2 separate regions of the Bicyclus anynana genome follow, and region 2 is linked to region 1. The links are chromatin contacts, called in public Hi-C maps. All regions are on one chromosome and are shown on one strand. The core of a region is the stretch at or near the end of the contact, and the rest is flanking DNA. Distances in the headings are between cores, read along the strand shown.

Region 1 (5,574 bases), core at 2,658-5,157:
CTGCTGAGCTCGAGTCCCCTCTCAGAATGAGAGAGGGGTTAGGCCAATAGTGCACCACGCTGGCCCATGCGGATTGGCAGACTTCACAGACTCAGATTATTAAGAAAAGCTCTGGTGTGCAGGTTACCTCACGACATCGTCAAACATCTATATGTATAATATAATAGTCAGTCATAAGAGGAAAGGCTTTTAAATGAGGATGGGGGGAACAGGCAAGCTTTATGTGAAAATCTTTTACTTTTTTTTATGTTTTAATGCAGTTGCAGGATTGAGGGTGATTGCTAGTACTATAATAAGACCAAATAGAAACCATAATAATTTTTACTATCAATAATTTTGTAGAAAATGGGGCAATAGAAGAAAAACTGCAGAACACAATTTTTAATTATTTTCTGTTTGTTAATTTTAATGCAGTTATCACAGGTATATAAAAAAGTTTACAGATACAAATAAAAGTAATTTTATCAAGATAGAGGGAGTAGAATGAAATAAATTTCATAAGGATGCAGTCTCAGGAGTCTTAGGCAGTTCCAGATAGCATGGGTACGGTGACAGACGACTTTATGATGTTGATAATATGTACTATTATCGTGAATCGCAGCAAACTTACAAAAGTGAAACTAACTGTCACCCGCAAGATGCTACATGAAATGAACTGTACTGAGCATGGAGTTGAATGATAACTAAACTGCATACTGAATAACTTTTATGCGACCCTTAAGTAGTTCTCAATAAACCAACATTGTCTTTTGATCTTTTCTGATTTAATAGGAAATAGGGCTTTGTTTTTCTTAGTTTATATTAGTATATACTATACAAAGTATTTTACGTCCAAATCATAAACAACACCAATAAAGGAGTCAGGCCGTCGTGTAAGTTTACCGGTACCTCCCTCTTTTATGTCAGAGGCTTTATTACAGGAAAAAGATCAAGCACGTCTAAGGAAAAGTTAGTGTATGAAATCTTACCTGTTGAGCCTTCACCCACACCAAGTTTAATTTATTCATCCTGAAAGGTTTTTCCAGAGTCCTGAAATCGATTTCGCTTTTCTCCTGTTCATTGGCAGTACGACTATATTTATTTTCAGATAAAACATTATTGATTAAATAGATTATAGTAACAAGTCGAAGTAATTGGTAAAAAGCCATTATTATTGATAGTTGATACAATTATACTATAATAACATTTACAAATGTGATTGATAGATTTCCCAACATAAACATTTGAATGAAGATTTTCCAATTTCCAAGACCAAGTTCCACCACAGATCACTTTATACAGTTCCACTACTATACAGTGTTACCAACTCTCCAAAATATTTATCCCTAAAGTTTGTGTCAAAAACCCCTAAAATCGCCTTAATTATTGAGTTGTCCCCCTAAAAATAAAAATTCATAATAATGTAGAAATAATATGATGAAATATGTTTAAAAACTCTATATTTAATACAGACGAAATATTACGTCTTTATCTGAAGATTTAACTTACTGAATAAAAACGATTTTTTTATTCGATGAAAATTGCCGCCAGTTGCCTCAGAGTGGTTGTAGAATAACGTATTATATGTCGTTATAAGTCCCTAGGTCAAGAAAGAAATATTAAAATTATCATTAATTTAAAAATATTAAAGAGTCAAAAAATCCCTGAAAATACCCCTAAAAATTTCAGACCCCTAGAAAAATCCCATTTCACTTATTTGCCCCCTAAATCTGGGGGGAAAACCCCTAAGTTGGGAACCCTGCTACTATACGTATACACGCACTAAACAGTCTGTCAAGATGAACCATACGTACCATAGATAAAAGATCTACTATCTAATAATGTCAAAGAGATGAACAATGATGAAGTGGCAGGTAGCGTTGCCACCTATTTCACTAATTTCCCAAATATCAAAGTTAATTTGCCCAAATTAAAGATAAAAAATATCCCAGTTGCAGAAATAAAGAAAAAAGTTTGCAATTTTTAAAATAAGGTTTTGGCCATAATATTTCAATTTGATGATGATGATTTTATTCCTTGTAGGAACAAAAATTAATAAAAAGACGAAAAAATATACGCACATGTGAGAAGTGGCTTGTACTGGTGCTTACTGTGTTTTTGCTTGTTTTATGTAAGAAATGATGAATATTTACTGCCCTAGAATAAAGAGCGTCCGCTGCGTTGATCTTAGGCAATCGATTATCCCGAATCCCGATGATACGATAATGTGCCGCGCTCAACTACGAATGTTTGTAGTTCGCTTGACTTCGTAATAAAACTTTCCATATTTTTTATACCGGGGGCTTTAAATGAAAAACCGATTCTTAAGGTGTAAACTCCAAACTTAAGTTTTACCCTTATACAAACAATCACACACTATTTCCCCGCAATTTGAGGAACTCTACCACTGGGGAAGTTTGGCAACGCTAGTCACATTGGTGTCAGTTTCTAGCTTATTTTACCTCTGTGGTAACTAGAGATTGCAAACGTAAATCGAGTAACGAATAACGATTCCCCGTTCCATGTATTCGATAATTTCGGATAAAAAAATTAAAATCGGAACAAACGTTTGAATTTTATCAAATTTTATGAAGAAAAAAGTTACTATCAGATTTGATAATGAACAGGACCAACAGCTTAAAGTTTTCTTCAAACCACGAGCGTGTAACAACACCAATTTCACAACTCCGGGTTGAGATATTGAAGTAACTTAGACGACGACAACGAGCCATTCAATTAGTATTATTACCATACTGGAATTTATTATATTTTAAATTAATGCAGCCAGTATTCTTGCCATTATTTCACGAGGGCATGATTCGTATAGTTAGTGATACTTTACTTCAAGGACCATATTATTAATATCTTTACTTTCAATTTATACAAGTTCAGATACGAGTCGAGTCTTATCTTACCACTAGCTGATGCCGCGCGGTTTCACCCGCGTGGTTCCCGTTCCCGTGGGAATATCGGGATAATATATACCCTATAGCCTTCCTCGATAAATGGGCTATCTAACACTGAAAGAATTTTTTAAATCGGACCAATAGTTCCTGAGATTAGCGCGTTCAATCAAACAAACAAACAAACAAACAAACTCTTCATCTTTATTATATTAAGTATAGATTATATAGATTATTAATGGCTTAGGTCTAAAAGTCGTATGTCGAGTCGTTTGTGCTTGCGCATATACCACAGAGTAAATAAACGATTACGTTATTTTTCTTTTCACGACATAAATCGCTAGTCACTAGCTGGACCTCTCGATTCTCGAATCTCGATTCTCAATCTCAATACCTACTCCTACTTGTACAATACTACACTAAGAAGTACGAACCATGCCATGGGAACTTAGAAGAACGTGAAATCTTTATGAAGCAGCGCCATCTACATTCTAGATTTAAGATTCCAGGATAGTAAATACAATTACATAGATGTGTACGTACTAGAATGTTTTTAGAGATTAAACCCGTGTAAATACGGAAAAAAAACCGAAAAAAAAGAATTATTTATCCTTTTAATTTTGACGCGTAATAGAAAGAATGTGTTTGTATTTCTAAAGCAAATGGATTATTAAAAAAAAACAGTAAGTGTACATTAATTTCAACGATTTTCCACATAGTCATTTGGCCTAGTGGTGCATAACAAAGGCACAATAAAATAATCCTGAGTTCGAGCCCGGGGGTAACAAAGGAAAACTTTTTGTCTTTTTTTTTGTTTTTCTCAATTGGTTTCTTCAACTATTACAAAATCAAAAATGTCTCTCCTTTACAAAAAATATGCATTATTATTTTTATACTTTTTACTATACTAAAAATACCGTATCTAGTCACTAGATGGCGCTATCACATTCGTTCCGAAAAAAGTTCGAGTAGCCTATCTATTTCCAATAATACACTGTAATCTTTGGTACGAACAACGAACACGAAGTCAAGTCATAGTTGTTTGTTGAACTCAGAAGTCAGAACAGTTGCGGCTGGTGTTTTAAGTTCAAGTTTTAATTGAGTGTTTTTTTTTTTCTCAAATGTCTTTGTTTTATCATGGACCGTAGTTAAGAGTCGGTGTAATTTCTTATTTGTTTAAACAACCTATCGTGACAACACTAGAGCTATCTACTAGATAAAAATCAGTAAAACGGGATGCTGCTAAAAACTGCATCTGAAGTTGTGGACGTGCACGATTGTCTGACGAGCCTGACCATCGGCATCGCCACTTTCTCTCGCTGATGCGCCTCGCTAGGTGAACTGTTACTCAACACTTGCGAAAAGAATTCAAAAAAAACTAAACTAATACTTCGTGATACAGATGGTTCGTAAAATCGTAACGGTATTACGGTAGTCTCGCGTTGACGGCTGCCGTGTTAACATCGGGTTAACTTGTGCTCAAAGTTAGTGTGATGTATATCATTTCGTGATGGTGGAACGCGAAGGGATGAGACGCGGCGGCTGCGGCTGGGGTGGTGGTTTTCTCGGCCGCTGGTCCTTGCGTCGATTGCTTCTGGACAGCCCTTTAGTGGGCCGGAGACTCGCGCATTCAGGTATGTCACCTTATCAATTTTGTTTATTCACTAAAATTACATTTCCCTTTGTAAAAAAGTTGTTACTCACACAGGCTGAAGAATAAACAAAAGAATTCTTCTATTACAATCTTGGTTGTATAAAATATGATATAAACATAGTATGAGGGTCTTGCAAGGTTAAACAAGACATTAAGAAAACTTCATGAATATAGAAATCTAAATATGTCTCCAATGTTAGCTACTGCTACATTGGTTACAAATGCACTAAGAAAGGATAAATTCACTTCTGTCCTTTTTGCTGTGAAAGTAGGTAACATAATTTTTAGAAGGTTTCAACCTATAAATTTATTATTATAATTCATATCTAATACTTAAATAAACTGGGAAAAAATACAATGAAGGTTTTCTCACTCAAACCATAAAAATATTAAAAATACTTGACTTAGATATAGGAATGTAAAATAAGAATTGTTTTGTTTTCCAATATTTATTGTCTTATCTTTAAACTACATTCAATATACAAGTACATTTTATAAGTTAAGAAAAAATAAGATAAATCCAAAGAAATCAATAACTATTTTTCATGTTATATATTTTTATGGTATATTATGCTAGCACTTGAGTTGAGCCATGCAACAACGTCACCCAGGTCTGACAAAATACTCTGTATGTGCAATGGGTTTGTTGGCTTTTCGCAGATAAATAAACTATTATATATTCATGTCTTAAGTTGTTGTACATTCGCTTGTTGTTTCCATAGTCTTAACTCTTTGAACTAGTTAGTTCATGTTCCGAAGAGTGTAGGCAGTACCTCATAATCCACGACTTCTCGATTTCCAACATTGTAGTTAAAATGATAAACTACAATAATGTGATGAAATAACACAAGTTTGATAGTTAAAAGCAACATTTTCTTTGTAGGTAAGGAAAAGAAATTGACACTTTGACTTCTGCCTTTGTGTAACTCAGACATCCTAACACCTATCACCTATTGAAAAATTTAGTTTAGCTTAATTTATCAGTTGATAATGGGATGTTTGTAAATGTACTGTTAACTTGAATACAGAAAGCAGTTT
Region 2 (6,065 bases), core at 2,036-4,535, 62 kb after region 1:
AAACTTTTTTGTTAAAAAACAATAAAATGTGAAAAAGCAACCTATTCCACCAGAAATAAATATTGTTTTTTAAAAATACCTAAATGTTGTTTTTTTTTTATTCCATAAACACTATATTTTATTTAAGCGTACTATATTTTATAGCGAAATTTGAAAAATACTATATTCTGAAAAAATGTTGGCAACCCTAATCGTGACGGAAAACTTTGATTATCAATAGATTTTTAAATTAGCTTTCTAGTTCGGTTCTTTTTACCCGACTGAAAAGTTAATGTTTGATACCTACTCATACGAGTAGGTAAATATATAATACATGTACAGTAATAGTAGGTACATGTCGGTATGTATGTTTGTTTGTAAGTATGTCATATTTTTGGCACACTCTACTGTGTAAACCGTTTGATAGATGTCAATGAAATGAGGTGTTATTAGATACTATCGCCGTTGTGGGAGTGTAGACAGAGAGACGGGAGGTAGATAACGATTAACGATAGATTTACTTATTCGCGTGCCGTTGTAAGGCAAAATACATTTACGGATTTTTACAAATATATACCTAATGGTCTATTTATTACAAACTATAGCCGACGCCACGCGGTTTTAACCCGCGTAGTTCCAAGTTTCGTTAAAATCCGTCGAGTAGTTTTTGTTTCTAGAACATACAGATGGACAGACAAACATTTTACTCATTACATTTTTGGCATCAGTATCGATCACTAATCACCCTCTGATAGTTATTTTGGAAATATATTTTATGTACAGAATTGACCTCTCTACAGACTTACTATAAGTAGGTATAGAAGATAGGTTCGCATTTGACCATGATCACTTTGATGGTAAAAATGCTCATTCACTCTTGTTTTAAAGACACACAAGTGAATCAGGAAACACAGACTTCACCTTGATTCGTTTGTTTACAGAGTCCACACGCAGTTGTGGGAATGTGATGGATGCTTCTATTTGTTTAAAGATTTTGTTGTCTACATGTGGGAGTGACACAGGGAACGCTGTATTAATTCCCAGGTTTCCGGGAAATTATATAAAGTACCCTGAATTTGATTATATATTAATTAATTTCTTGATATTCCGGTGCCTACTGTGATAAATGAAAAACTAATAAGATCTGCTGCTACTTAAAATTAAAATAACATTTAATCAAATGTGTAATTTGAAAATGTCCTAAGGCTTGCTCGGTGCTTCAGTAAAAGGATACGTCGTATAGAATTCTACCCTTCAGTCATTAAAGGTTTCATGCAAAACGATATACCTATCCCTACCTCATTAAGTTTTAAGTGTTATAGTGGAGACGAGATATGTAACTGATATTACTCTCATTTATTTATTAGTTTTTTTTTAATTTTTAAAGATAAAAATTAAGTACAAAACACTATTAAAAAATTATAAAAAAAAACAACCCTCCCGCTGCGGGACATTTTGAGTGTCCAAAGCGAAGCTTTTCGCTAAAGACCATTGACATTGACTGAAACAACTATCGGAACAATAATAGTTGATTCAACATTCCACATGGCGGTAATCTCGTGAGCGAGGTCCAAGTATTTTGATACTTTTTCCTTTCGGCTTTAACCAGATTATCGTCGTGTGTAGTTATTATTAATAAAGATATACTGCGGATACATACTGATGTAGATTAAGTAATTAAATTTTAAAACAGCCTGACTGGCAATTCTATAAAATAATGTGCCACATATTATATCAAGTTGAAATCCGTAAATATATCTATACATTCGTAGTAGGTATATATCTGTGTATACACTCTAAAAATATAATAAAAATATACGTATATAACATACTCTAAAAACGTTACCCTCGCCAGTCGTGTCTTCATTGTAGGAATTTCTGTAATAAACACATTATTTATATCTTTATACATATTACTCAATAGATAATTAAGTTAACAAAACACATTCATGCTTTGCAAATTAGTGTCTGTGTTCTCAGTTATATTGTTTTATTGTTAGCATCTTATCGCGACTAATCTGCGTGTTCAATTTCAACCAACGCGGAACAGCGAGATGACAAACCGAGACGTTGGTGACGTCATCAGTTAACCGACAGTTAGTACACGTATGCGGAAATATTAACTATGGTTTTGATAACTATCACATCTATGTGAAGACGAAATTTCGTATGTGTAACTTTTTATTACGGAAAATTCCATCCTTCCTGCGTTTCGCATCATCGTTGTTAGTAACATTTTAATTCTAGCTTCCTATAAACATAATGTTCAAATTCGAATAAGACGTGTTATAGGCGAAAAGTTCGTCGGTGAGTGTGAAGTAGCGGAATCGCACACCTGATGAATAATTTAATCGCATGAGGAAAAAATTAGGCACTTTACGCATACGAAAACGTGTGCCTCCATAATATTAAATAAATGAATGCACTCACTAATTTGTATGTGTTATAATGTAGTTATCATTAAATTTTTGCAACCCGCTGTAGGGCTAGGCTTCTATCATTGTGAAAGAGCATGTATAGAGCTTAAACTTACTACGCTGCCCAAATGCGAATTGGCGGGCTTAAAGTGATGAGTGATGCATACCTTCCGAAACACTTAATGTCTCGGAAGTAATGAAGTATAACACCACGGATTTTCCAATTCCGAATTGCTATATATAGCATTTCTTACAAGAAAGAAAAAAAAAATTCATAGTCCATAGACCTTTCTTTGCAATTGAACAATTTAGACTGGAAAACTCCTGAGGATGCTCCGGTTTCCGAATGGAACTTAACATAATACACAATCGCAAAATGAATCAATTATTCTCACTCTTAGATAACTGCAATATTATTTTCAATGTGTAACCGATTATGTGTATTATGTATTATCACAGAACTTGTTTGATTATAATCTATTCTATTACAAAATAGACTGCGCTCATGTAAACGGTTGTTATAGTTACAGTTGCCAGGTGTCCGGATAATGCCGGACATAGGTTTTTCTATTCCGCGTCCGGCCGAAATAAACGGTGTCCGGTGTTAGGCTTTACATTTCGTAAACGAGCGAGCGAACCGTGTGTGGGAACAATTTTTACGGTAATAATCCTGAATGCTTGATTTAAAAAAAATTGTCATAAGTACCTATTAACACTGCACGCTTACTTGCACAAAATCCTCAATATTGTAGGCTGTCCTGCCAGAGCAAAACTGGCTGGACTGTCCGGCTTTTAATTTCGGCGACCTGGTAACCCTAGTTATAGTACACAGTGTAGCAGCAGTGGCAAGGCGAGGGGAAAGGTGTTCGCTTTACAAGTTACAACACCTCACAAAGGTAATCCGGTCGCGCCTAATGCAGCCGCTCGCCCAACTGTGACTCGGGAGGATATATTCTGTGAATACGCAGAAACCTTGTGAATTTGATCCGATTTTCCTTTTGTAATTAATTCTCCTAGTCGTTTATTGATAGCCCATTGGATATGATCTCTGTCTTTGATTGAGGGTGTAGGCTCGAATCCAATTTAACACTTAAAGATACATGCATTAAAAAAAAATATATCACATGCCTCAAACTAAGAAGGAAAAACATCGTGAGAAAACCTGCATACCTGAGAATTGTCTTAAGTCTGCCAATCCGCAGCGGGCTAGCGTGGTGGACTAGTAGCCTATACTCCTCTCATTCTTTCTCATTCTGAGAGGAGACTCGTGCTCAGCAGTGAGCTGAATATGGGTTGATAAGTATGATAATGATTACTATAACAATAATATACTAAACTATAACCTATTCCAAATAGATTAGATATAAAAAAAGAAGTCACTGAGATTATCACCGAATCATTGTTGCGCAGATTTGGGTTAATACTATTTCGTAATATTAAATTCATAATGAAACTCATTATTTGTTCCTTTTTCCTGCTTTATTTTTATGAAATCGATTCTCATACGTTGTACGACATATTTGAATTCAAACAGATAAGATTAAAAAATCGCCTATAGATTAACCAGTCATTGTTGTTTTTACAGATTTTTCATAATGCTGTTTGCTTTAATCTAATTATTTTCTTATTACATGACTGTCGTATCTAGATATATTCATATCTGTTCGTTATATAAACGTATAATCCGTTCGTATTTAGATATATTCAGACTAATTTGTTTTTTTTTTGTCATTTGAATAGATTTTTAATAACCGATTGAGTAAATGGAATCGTTCATCAATTTGATTTGTGAGACATTGGCCGTAGCTAAGTTTCATTATTCGGGAACCTGCCCTATGTAATAATGACAAAATATGTAATTCTTGGAGACGCCGCCCGGTTCAGCGTTCCCGTTCCCATAGGAGTACGGGGATAAAATATAGCCTATAGCATTCCTCGATAAATGGGGTATCTAACACTGCAAGAATTTTTCAAATCGGTTCAGTAGTTTCAAAGCCCATTCAATGCAAACAATCAAATATTTTCTCTTGATAGTATAGATCGACCCAAAAACCACTTACTCTAGACCTTTGAGAAATAAAATATACATATGTATGTATATATTCTAATATTAAACACTTATCTTTCTACTTTACGTAATACTTACCGTTTATTCGGTTTCAGAAATTGTAGTGTTTTTATTTTGTATTACGTCCTTTTGTTCGAATAAATGAGATGGCAAATTACTGCCTAATGGAGTACGAAGTGCTGCGATATAATCAAAAGAATCATTTGAGTTATTCAGCAGTAAAGTTCGCATCGCCAGCCAAATGGGATTGTTTCGTGTTAGGTATTATACGTTCGCTTATATTTCTATTATTTCTTTCGTTCTCACCTCCCCCGAAGACGCTGATCTCGTAAATACGATAGTACGCTATTTATTACTTCTAGTAGAGTAGCCATTTCGTTTGATCTTATGTATTTTTATAATCTTTGTTTCTCTCGTTTGAGGTGATCCTTTTTGTGTGCTTTCGTTACCAAATCTGTTATAATGGGAAATAGAGAATTATGCTCGAATGCTAAGTCTATAATAAGTAATTTTATAAAAATATCTTTGATTTTATATTATAAGTTGAAAATAATAATATTTCAGCAGGAGAAAATGTCAAAAGCCTTGCAAAAAATTATATGCTGGAAATTTTTATTATTTTCTCGATGTGATTACCCAGCTTAAATCAATTCTTTCTGGTAGTAAGACTATACTAGACTCCGCGCCACGAAAGCAGTCCCGCGACTAAAACCTGAACTAAAATTGACAGCGCCTTACACAAATGACAATAACACCGTGACAAGTGACAATGATCACCATTAAGACACTAGCGCCGCGTCTACGAGACTTGTTTCGTGCCGGGGAGTCTAACCGGTGGACATACAGACAATAATATAGACGGAACTAAATCCAGTTCTATTTATTTATTTATTGATACCAAAAATATATGTATTTTAATAAAAAACATTACGTTTACCCAATTGTGTTAATGCTGAATGGAAATTTGTTTTGTACAAATACAAAGGCATCTTTCACACAGAGGCCATTAGGGAATATTCCATATTGTATTACGTTTTCTTGTATTACTTTCCGTTTGTATCCCTAGAGATAATAGGTGATGGTAATACAGGTCTTGCTCGTTTTTTACAAGTTTATTACTTTTATTATTTATATGCTTAGTTATCAAATGCTGTATTACTAAGGTTCGAGTTCACCGACATTCGTTTAGACATAATCAACCGTTTAAATAAGTTAAACACCGTTAAGTCCATATTTCGTGTTCACCACAGCCCATATACCGGTTAAGGACGTAAAACGGGCGGTTATCTTAACCGAGCTAGCATACCCCGGTTATTTTTCGGTTAATACGTCTTTGACAGAAATATTTGCAAGCTATGTTTGTGTAACGCTCGCTAGTTTCGTGAAGTTTATCTCTCACAACTACCAAAATGCAAAGGACCAAAAAATTAAAAAAACGCTCCTTGTTCAAACAACGTTTAATATTTGACGGGCCGGTTCTGTGAACGCCGTTTAAATGAAAGTCGGTGAACTCGGGTCTAAGTACGCTTATATTACGGTGCTTTCAATCGTGCTGTATTTTCATTGTTACATACATGTATTTATATAGCTGCAATAGTGTT

The links. Hi-C and Micro-C count contacts between places; a contact is called where the count stands out from the background.
Region 2: a Hi-C map of whole body shows a contact between it and region 1, with 3 times the contacts expected there. The contact joins the enhancer-like site here to the promoter of LOC112050340 in region 1. A contact is called at or near these places in 2 of 2 Hi-C or Micro-C datasets (whole body and whole larva).

Annotation. Positions count from the first base shown.
Region 1 is chr10:14,696,956-14,702,529 of ilBicAnyn1.1, forward strand. LOC112050340 (E3 ubiquitin-protein ligase RNF19B) reads left to right here and starts at 3,908. Exons shown (of 9, transcript XM_024088592.2): 1 at 3,908-4,516. The coding sequence starts at 4,393. It overlaps LOC112050345 (alpha-2-macroglobulin receptor-associated protein), which reads right to left and starts at 1,278. Exons shown (of 7, transcript XM_024088599.2): 1 at 969-1,278. The coding sequence starts at 1,148.
Region 2 is chr10:14,759,661-14,765,725 of ilBicAnyn1.1, forward strand. All of the region lies in intron 2 of LOC112050340 (E3 ubiquitin-protein ligase RNF19B), which reads left to right. Among protein-coding and RNA genes, the nearest start is that of LOC112050346, 39 kb to the right of the region's middle. Within about 2 kb of position 3,286, at least 8 of the 8 cell types and tissues checked have open chromatin away from gene starts, as enhancers often do.